Linked DNA regions of Mus musculus: regions 1 and 2 are each linked to region 3. A link is a contact called in public Micro-C and promoter capture Hi-C data. All regions are on one chromosome and are shown on one strand. Each heading gives the region's core, a stretch centred on a gene start, on an enhancer-like site or on the middle of the called end of the contact. The rest is flanking DNA. Distances are from core to core; before and after follow the strand shown.

The links. Promoter capture Hi-C pulls out the DNA fragments that hold promoters and counts their contacts. A called contact is a pair of places that touch in the nucleus more often than the background predicts.
Region 1: a contact with region 3 is called in a Micro-C map of the G1E-ER4 cell line. The contact joins the promoter of 5033406O09Rik here to the promoter of Tnfaip2 in region 3. A contact is called at or near these places in 2 of 484 Hi-C or Micro-C datasets (the G1E-ER4 cell line and the HL-1 cell line) and 1 of 115 datasets of contacts at active chromatin or transcription factors (pancreatic cancer cells).
Region 2: a promoter capture Hi-C map of liver shows a contact between it and region 3, with 3 times the contacts expected there. The contact joins the promoter of Ppp1r13b here to the promoter of Tnfaip2 in region 3. A contact is called at or near these places in 2 of 39 promoter capture datasets (both in liver).

What each region holds. Positions count from the first base shown.
Region 1 is chr12:111,943,054-111,945,753 of GRCm38.p6, forward strand. It overlaps 5033406O09Rik (RIKEN cDNA 5033406O09 gene), which reads right to left and starts at 1,429. Exons shown (of 3, transcript NR_029464.2): 1 at 1,104-1,429; 2 at 832-1,013; 3 at 1-158.
Region 2 is chr12:111,906,553-111,909,531 of GRCm38.p6, forward strand. It overlaps Ppp1r13b (protein phosphatase 1, regulatory subunit 13B), which reads right to left and starts at 1,503. Exons shown (of 17, transcript NM_011625.1): 1 at 1,310-1,503. The coding sequence starts at 1,318.
Region 3 is chr12:111,441,369-111,444,381 of GRCm38.p6, forward strand. It overlaps Tnfaip2 (tumor necrosis factor, alpha-induced protein 2), which reads left to right and starts at 1,293. Exons shown (of 12, transcript NM_009396.2): 1 at 1,293-1,315.

The sequences.
Region 1 (2,700 bases), core at 179-2,678, 500 kb after region 3:
TACCCTGCAAGCAAGATGACCCGCTCTGGGACCACGAAGGAATCACACACGCGGGCTCTGTTCTGAGAAAGGGACAGGTTTAGATGAGAAACAAGAGCACTGCGCTGCTGCCTCTGGCATCTCGGAAAAACTCCAGGCTTCATGACAACAGCTTGTACCTAGAACCGAAAAAGAAGCCAGAAGCGTGCATGAGCAACAGGAATTCCAGTCAGTCTGAGCAGCTCTGGACTCCCCACCACAGGAGGCTGGGCCTGCACATTCCTGTAGCCATCTTCATCACTGCTGAGCCCCCTTCCCTCTGCTCTGGGCCGCATGGACCGTCCAGACTGGGCACCATGGCGATTCATGAGGATGGCCAGCCGTCTGTCCATCCCAGACTAAAGGCCCAAAACTGGCCCTGCAAGGCAGACCTGGGTTTTGAGAGCCTGAGCCCTCTGGCTGTGCCTCCTAAGCCCCTCTGTCCCTGTAGGGCCTGCCTTGTGGAAGCACAAAGAATTAGCTTTCGAAGCAGCAGGTCAGGAAAAGCAGGGTCTAACTGATATTCTAATTAGGGCGGCTTGAGCCTCCTCCACCCCATGACAGTGCGAGCTCGGCCTGCTGGGGACAGAGAGCGCAATGACAGCTCTGGTCTCCTCCTGCCTGATTTTGCTGGAGGCATCTTTCCTCCCTTCTGTTCATCAATTGTTTCTTTTTGGCCAGCATGGTGGGGGATGGGGCTCATGGACACTGTGGCTACGGTGGCACCTGTGTTCTCTCCCCAAGCCTAAGCCATATTGCCCTCCTGCTCCAACAGAGACCCAGCTTTCCTTCCTCTGGCCTTGGCCTGCCTACCTGGAAAGGCACTGGGTTGGCTTCCATTCAGGCTGATTCCTCATTAAACAGACACGCCCCTTGAAAGTTCCGTTTTCCTGGTCACTCATTAGGAAACCCAGTTCCTGGCCTACCTTCACGAGAGAATGGGGAGCCGAGCTGTGCAGACTGTGGAGGCCCCACTCTGCAGAAAGAAGGTCTCCCTAGGAGACAGCAACAGATGCCACAGACTGGCCCTGGCCATGCTCATCCCGCTTTCAGGGACCCACGAGTCCCTCCTCCCCCAGCCCTACCTAGATGAGGATACAGGAGAGCCAGGCTCAGTGATGACTCCGGGAGCAGAAGGAAGTCCTGAGTCACCCTGGCCGGGAGCAGGAAGTGGTTATCACCAGAACCAGCACTCCCAAAGCCCAGGAAGCCAGAGTGTGACGTCACAGCGGTGATGTCACCAGCCAGCAGGGATAGGAAGCATCTGCCAGGTCCCCAGCAGCCAGCCCTGTGCTTCTCCGTTCATCCTCTGTCCCTCTGTCCACCATGCGTGCTGCGGTCTACCCTGAGCACCGTGGCTGGCTGGGAATAGCTGAGTGAGGGCCTTGTCTAGTCTAGTAGGACACAGTGTGTGGTTCAGAGCTGGCAGGCGGGGCCTGGGCGGCTAGGGGGCGGGGCCGTGCCTGGGACCGCCCTCAGGAAAGGCCTCACTGAGCAGTTGGTGGTGTCTGCTTTGGGGCTTTGTGGGGTTCTGGGCCAGTTAAAACTTCCCTTCCTGGTGGAGGCAGTTTCACACAGCCTCCGTGTGGATGGACTCTGGCTATTTACAGGGCTGTAGGAAGAGGCTGAGTCACCAGGTAGCCTCCCTGGAGGCCCATGAGACTGGTCACCAAGGTCACAACCCTTGTGAGGCTGGTAGCCTGGAGCCTCTGGACCCTGACCCGAATGGGAGTTCAACTCTGCCCTGATAAGATATCATCTGCAGCCCGCTGGGCTTGGGGACTGTCACTTTATTGGTTTTGAAGTGCCTTGTTATTTTTTTGGTTATAGAGGTGATGTGGCCGAGTGATAAAGTCCTTTAGGCACCAGTGTGTGTGGGCGATGTTGTTGTTGGTGCCACCTCATGATGGGATGACTTGCCCAATCATAATTTACTAAAATCACAGCTCAACTAAGACCCTGGTAGAGAGAAATGCCATGAACCCCAGTCCTTCCCCACCTGAAGACCATCCACGACACACTTCTGGGGAGCCTCGCTCGGTGTGAACTGTAGGGTAGGTCTGGGTAAGAGCTGGACAAGAGAGCTGCTGACCCAGCCGGCCTGCCCTCCCCCCACCCCACCCCCAGCTGCTGTGACCACCCGGCATGCTGCTTATCTTGTTTCCCCAGATGCTTCCTGTGTGGGATGTAGGGGTGGGAGTGAGGGCCAGGCACTCTTCCAGGTCGCTCTGGAGACCTGATGTATCCCAAAGCTGAATGAACCCTGGGGGGAAGACTCCTGATGGCTTGCACGTGGGCCTTGAGGGAGAGACTGAGGGGGCACTCAGTCCCTGCATACCGTCCTTGGATGGGGTCCTCACCCACTGCGAGGCTGTAGGAGGCTGCCCCTGCCAGAAGTAAAGGCTAAGCCCGCTTCCCGTGCTGTCCTTGATATGCCCCAGCCATGGAAGCAGGTCAGGCCTCGGGGCAGCCCTCATACCAAGCTCCACTAAGTGGCACCCCTAGCTACTCCTCTTCAGCCCAGAGGGCATCCTCCTCTTCCTCCTCACTTCTCTGAACACAGAGGAGCATGCAGGCACAGAGCAGGGTGCAATAGCGACATGTCTGAGAACTCCACGGAAAGGTGCCCGCGGACACTGCCAGGCTTTCACCAGGTCCCCCTCCCTCATATCCCCTGGAACT
Region 2 (2,979 bases), core at 253-2,752, 470 kb after region 3:
TGGTATGGCATTCTGCTCAACAATTCTGAAAAGCGTCCTGACTGATCTTCATGATGGTACTTCAAATACTGATATGTTCTTATCCCTATTTTAGAGGGAATTCAGTCTCAACTCTGTCAAGGACACAATATGAAGAGGTACCAGAACAATTATTTGACCCCAGCTCTTCTGACGCCCACTTAGTGCTCTTTCCATTACAAGGCAATCGTTTAAAAACATGCTTAGCATTCAACAAGCCTAACACCAAAGGATTTAAGGATCAAGTAGGTTAAATCTTAAAACTCCACCAACACCAGGGGTTGGAATCAGTTCAAAAGGAGGGAGAAGAGATTATCAAGAAACAGGAAATTATTTGAAGGGGTGGTGGTTTGTAAACTAATGAGCTTGGGTGCAGCATAGCAGAACGACAGTATTCAAGTAAAAATGCAGAGACATATTTCCCCTCTGAAACGTGATCTTTCCACGTAGGCTTCAATTTTTTTTTTCTGTGGATCTGGGATATATAAACTCAGTGATAGAAACACTGGCCTAGTCCTGCAAAGCCCAGGTTTGACCCCCAGCACTTCTAAAACAAGCGAACAAAAAAAAAAAAATAGATTGTGTGTTATTTTATTAGTCTGAGATTTTTTTACTCAATAGACACTCTAAAAACAACACGCCCAACTGGGTACAATCTATGTCACGTTTTTTCCCATTAATTACGACGTATACACTTCACAAAAAGCCTATTTAAAAAAGGAGAGAATTCAGCATCCACTGCTGCTTGTACCGCACGCAGGTAAAGGAAAAGGCAAAGAAGGTGGCAACCCCCAAAACGAAGGTCTTCCTGGCCAAAAGCATCCTTAAGAGCAGGACAAAGGCTCGAGTGACACACAACCGGCTCAACCTTAAGGACATAGGGACATCACGCCAGGTGGAGCAAATGTACCCACGGAGAAGCCTCGGCAAGGGGATTCCTAAGATGGCTCTCTGAATCCACGCACGGCATGCGTTCCTCCCAGTGCAGGGGAAACACATATTCCGAGCGTGCGAACACCGCACCCGGGTGCCCTCGCCGAGGAAATCGAGGCACCGGTCGCTGGCCGGGAGGGGCCGTACACGCCGCAGCCCCGCGCAGCCCGCAGCCCTGCGGAGGCCGCTCGCCCTGTCGGCGACCCCGCCCACGCTCGCTCTCTCGCCCGCCCGCTGACAGCCGCCGCCCCCACCTGCCCCTGCGCTCGCTCGCCCTGCACGCCCGCCCGCCGCTTCCTCCCTGCCGGGCCCGCCTCGCGCGGGGGCCGGGGAACGAGGCGCCGCCGCCCGCACCCACCGGCATCATCGCGGCGCCGTCCGCCGCGCCCGCGCCGCCTGACAGGACGCCGCTCCGGCCGCCTCACAGGCCTCGCACCCGCTGCGGCGCCCTGCGGCCCGGCTGCGGCGAGGCGGCAGCTGCGGAGAGCCGCGCAGCCCTCGCTCGTCCTGTCGCGCCGCCCCGCGTGCCGCGTCGCCGTCCCTCAGCCGCCGCCACCGCCTCTGCCGAAGCCGGCCGCCTTCCGCCACCCACTCGGCTCACCCCGCAGGCTGCGGAGGCCCCGCCCCACGCGTCGCTCCCCCACCCGCCTACGCCACCTATGATTGGTCCGGTGGGGGTAGGCGGGATAAGAGGGCGGGGCTTCTCCGCCGCGGCCAGGTGAGAGCGCGCTCGTGCGCGTCTGCGCTCTCGGCGGCGGGGGAGGGGCGCGCTGCGGACGCCGACCCCGCCCCTCCTCCTGCATACCAGCAAAGGGGGCGTTGGGGCGCCCAGGGACCTCCGAACCTTGTGTCTGCGAGACTTCGGCTCAGGGTCACCTCGGACGAATAGGAAGCAAAGGACAGAGAGGAAAGGGCGGCTGGGTCCGGCCCACAGTCGCGACCGGTGGAGACTCGAACCTCTCAGGTCCGAGAGGCCAGTGGCGAGCTGGCCACAGACCAACTCTGACCGTAACATATACCCTAGGTGTCCAGCGCTATGCGAGGCTACAGGCCGGATCCTATCAGGCGGGCACAGGGTGTCCCCGATGTGTCTGCATCAGCCGATTGCATACCGCTCAGTGTCCCGGGCCCCAGAGACCTGGGACTCTGCCCCCGCTTCCACCGCGGGCTGAGCCATTGAAGCCTTCCTGGACAGGACATACAGGCTCTCAGCCTCAGCCCTTCACACGATCCATCCCAAGACCGAAGGACCCATCCCCACCTGTGTCAGTATCCTTGGAGATCCAGCTGGAACGTCCCAGGGCAGAGTCCAATCTGTACCTTCAGGGTCCAGGTCTGTCCTTAGAATGCTGTCTCCTGTGTCATTTTTCCCTCCAACTAGGGAGCCTGAGTGACAGAGGGTAGAGCAGGCCCCAGAGCAGACCCTCAGCAGAGGCTGCCGGGTGGGCAGGCACCCTTTCTGAGTACTCCACATTGTGCCATTTGCCTGAACTCTGACAGATGAGACACAACGGCTGATGAGCTGCACCGGGCTTAAACTTCCATGAGATTCCAGAAACATGAAGACAGCTGGATGACCCCAAACACAGAAAGGGTAGATCACCTTGGGAAGTACCCAACCCCTGGAGAGGGCAGCAGATGTTGATCAGGGGCAGTTTATAGCCTGTCTGGTTCTCTGAGTGGCGGGAGGCTGCTGCTAAGTCGGGGCAGAGAGAGGGAGGAGGCCAGAGTTACACCAGCCCCCTTATGGGCAGCCACACCTGAGCTTAAGAGGCCATGGGGGTTAGTGATTGAGAGCGTGGACTTTCCAGTTGAACAGACTTGGTTCCACACCACTGCTGACACACCCTCGCTGTGTGATCTTCAGCGAGCTCATATCTGTCATAGGATGTGGTAGGATAATAGTACCTCTCTCTCAGGTGTGATGTATGAATACTTCGAGCAGTTTGTGACACGTGCCAGCTGCCCTGTGAATTCTGTAGTTACGTTATCGTTAGCAAGCAGGTTTGGTGTAAAAATGTCCCTAGG
Region 3 (3,013 bases), core at 43-2,542:
CCTAGGGTCTTTGTCTTCCCTTGTGGAGCAGAGGCAACACCCAGCTTGGACCCTGGAGGCTCAATAGAAATATCACCCATTAGGACCTCAGGGAGAAGAGGAAGCGTGCGGTTTGAGTTTTGAGACAGGCTCTCATTGCGTAGCCCTGGCTACCTGGAACTTGCTCTGTAGACCAGGATGGCCTCAAACTCAGAGATCTGTCTGCTCTGCCTCCCAAGTGCTGAGATTGAATGTGTGCACCACTCCCGCCCGGCAGCCTTCTGTTCTTGCCTCCTACAACCTACCATGGTATAGGATGGAGGAGAGTCTTCTTAAACCTGGCACTTGGCCACTGCTCCCCAGGAGGAAGAGGAAGTTCTGGGTTTCCAGGGACAACCCCTTAACATAACCCACCCACTCAGCTGCCCTTCCCTCTTTCCTCAAAGCTCTGTGCTTAGACAGGCAGGGAAAGAAGAGAGGGCCCAAACAAAAGATGGGGAGGAGCCGAGCTCCAAGTAGAGGCAAAAAAGAAGCTGGTGTCTAGCAGGGAAATTCCTGAGTGAGCCCATCTTCCAGAGGGCAGAAATTCCCCTTTCTACACTAGCCTACAACCCCACCTTCCCCAAGGTGGGAAGACCCCCGAGAAAAGACCCCCGAGAAAAGGCCCGCAGAAGGGAGTGCTGAGGATCACCCCCAGCCCCATCCTGGAAAATCTTGTCACTGGGAGCCCTGGAGAAGGAGGCTCAGGTGAGGGCTGTCTGTCATTTCTGTGTAACCTCAGGATAATGATGAAGATGGGCCCCATCACTCAAGGCTTGGTGATGAGAGGTTTTGAGAGGTCCCACTACCAGTCGTGTGCCCAGCTGCCTTAGGACACCTCCTCCGGGAAGCTTTCCTTCCAGACTTTCAAGGACACAGGGGTGCTCAGAGCGGTAACAACACTTGGCAGAGGCGTTGAGATGGAAGAGGGCACTCCCCAGACCTAAGTAGGTGCTGACTGTGTGACGCGGGACAGAGGCTTTGTGCGTGCGCCCCTGCTAGGTAGCCAATCAGAGACCGTGGTGCGACAACAGCTCTCCGCTAAGCGGAACTCGTGGCTCCCTGTGCACGCACATCAAGACCACTCTTTCCAGGCTATTGGGAACAGCAAAGTGACCCCGCCCCTCTCTCTACCGGCCCGGCCCCGCCCCCAACACTGGACTCGCCGGGCCGAGGCGTCCGCCAGCGGATTTTCCGCGGTTGCGGTTGGTGGAGCAGGCAGAGTCTGGGCGGAGCCTGCGACTATTTTAGGAGGGCCCCTCCAGGGTCGGGACTAAGGCGTCCTGTCCTGGACACAGTAAGTGACCTCTGCCGCTGTGCCTCTGTCCCTGCCGCTCTACGTAGCTTCCCTTCCAGTCCTGACACAGAGTGTCGGACAGGATTCGCCGGGGGAATGGCCCTGAGTGGCCAAGGGGACGCGGGCGGGATATTTCGAGGTCCCTTGACCTCCAGCATACGCACTGCTAGGGACTTACAGGCGTTACTCTGAGCCCCTCACACCAGGGTCCGGAATCCCCGCGCGCAGCGAAAGTTTCTTAAGTGTTGTAGGGACTGGGACAAAAGTGAGGGAGTCTCGGGTTTACAAAAGGAAGGTCCCAGCACCCGCGGGACTCCCTGTCCGGATGATCTCTTGTGGGGCAAGAGTCAGTAAGTTAGTTGCAAGATCAGTGAGGTTCTCTGTGGTGTCTAGAATTGAGGGAGGTGACACCATCCAGCCACCAGATGCAGCCCTCCCATGTGTCTCTGAGACCCCTTCGTGCCTCTGCGGGCCCGGCTTGGTGATGCTTTAAACAGCATCTCATTACTCCTGCTGCCTTTCCCCTCTGCAGTCAGGGATACAGGGGAACTTGCTTTCTAAGGCCCACCCAGTGCCAGGCTTCTGATTTTGCCACATCCTCTGAGCAGCACTGAGAAAGGAGTGAGGGGAGGGCTCGTTCTCATTTTACAAACGGGAAAACCGAGACATACTGAGGAAGAATGTTGTTTAGCCCTAATCCTGGTGAGAAGTGTAGCTGAGCCCGCAGATGCTCCTCCCTTTTATACCAATAGCCTCTGACACTGAAGGGCAACTGGGGCCAGACATTCAGGTCAGCAGCTCCATCAGCCAGGCCAGCCCTTATGGGTGTTTGCCATGCGAGTGGGATAGGTTGGCACAGGCTTTAAAAACTGCCTGGCCCTATCTCAGGCCTCATGAGGTTAACGAGAGAGAGGGCTCTCTCTGCTCAGGGCACCTGGTGAGGATGATAAGAGCTGGGGTAGAGGAGCCCAGGCTTTCTGTCCAATCAGGGTGCTTTACCCATGCCCCAGTTATGAGATAAGCCCCTCAGGAATCTATCCCGAACCTGGGCAGTTGAGCTGGTGGAGGCGGAGATGGTGTGGGAAAGGGCCCTTAAAGTGTGTTGTGTTTGGGCAAGCACCTCCCCTCCGCAGTTTCCGGGGTTCTCCTTCGTGATGGTGGGTCTTCCCACTTGCCTTACCGGGAGCTGTTCCTGGATCACGCCAGGTCATTTTGAAGAAATGAAGCTACAGCTTGGGGTTTTTATCCTTGAAGGATGGGGCAGGGAAGCCACCTCCTGGTAATGGGTCACACCGTTTACCAGAAAGGCCCTCCTCCTGCCTGCTCCCTCCCTCCAGGCTAGCCCTGCTTCCTCGGGTGGTCTTCCTTGCTCTGACAATCCACACACACAGTCAGGGATGTGGAGGCCTGAGAAAAGCCAGTCCTTTGAGGGAGATGTTCTCTGGCCTCCAAGCTCAAGCTAGTGACCACAAGATTATTTTAAGCTAAATAACATACTTGCTGGGGAGAGATGGGATGGGATGGGCACCCGGGAAGGGAGGGGAAACAGAAGGCCTTGGGAAATTGCATCACCCCATTTGGAAACAAGCAGGGTAGGCTGCAAAGCGGGTAGTGTGGGTTCCACACTCAAGCTGCTGTGTGACTTCAGGAAGGCCTGTGCTTTGCTCACGAGTAAAAGGTTACCTGGGGTCGTTTGCC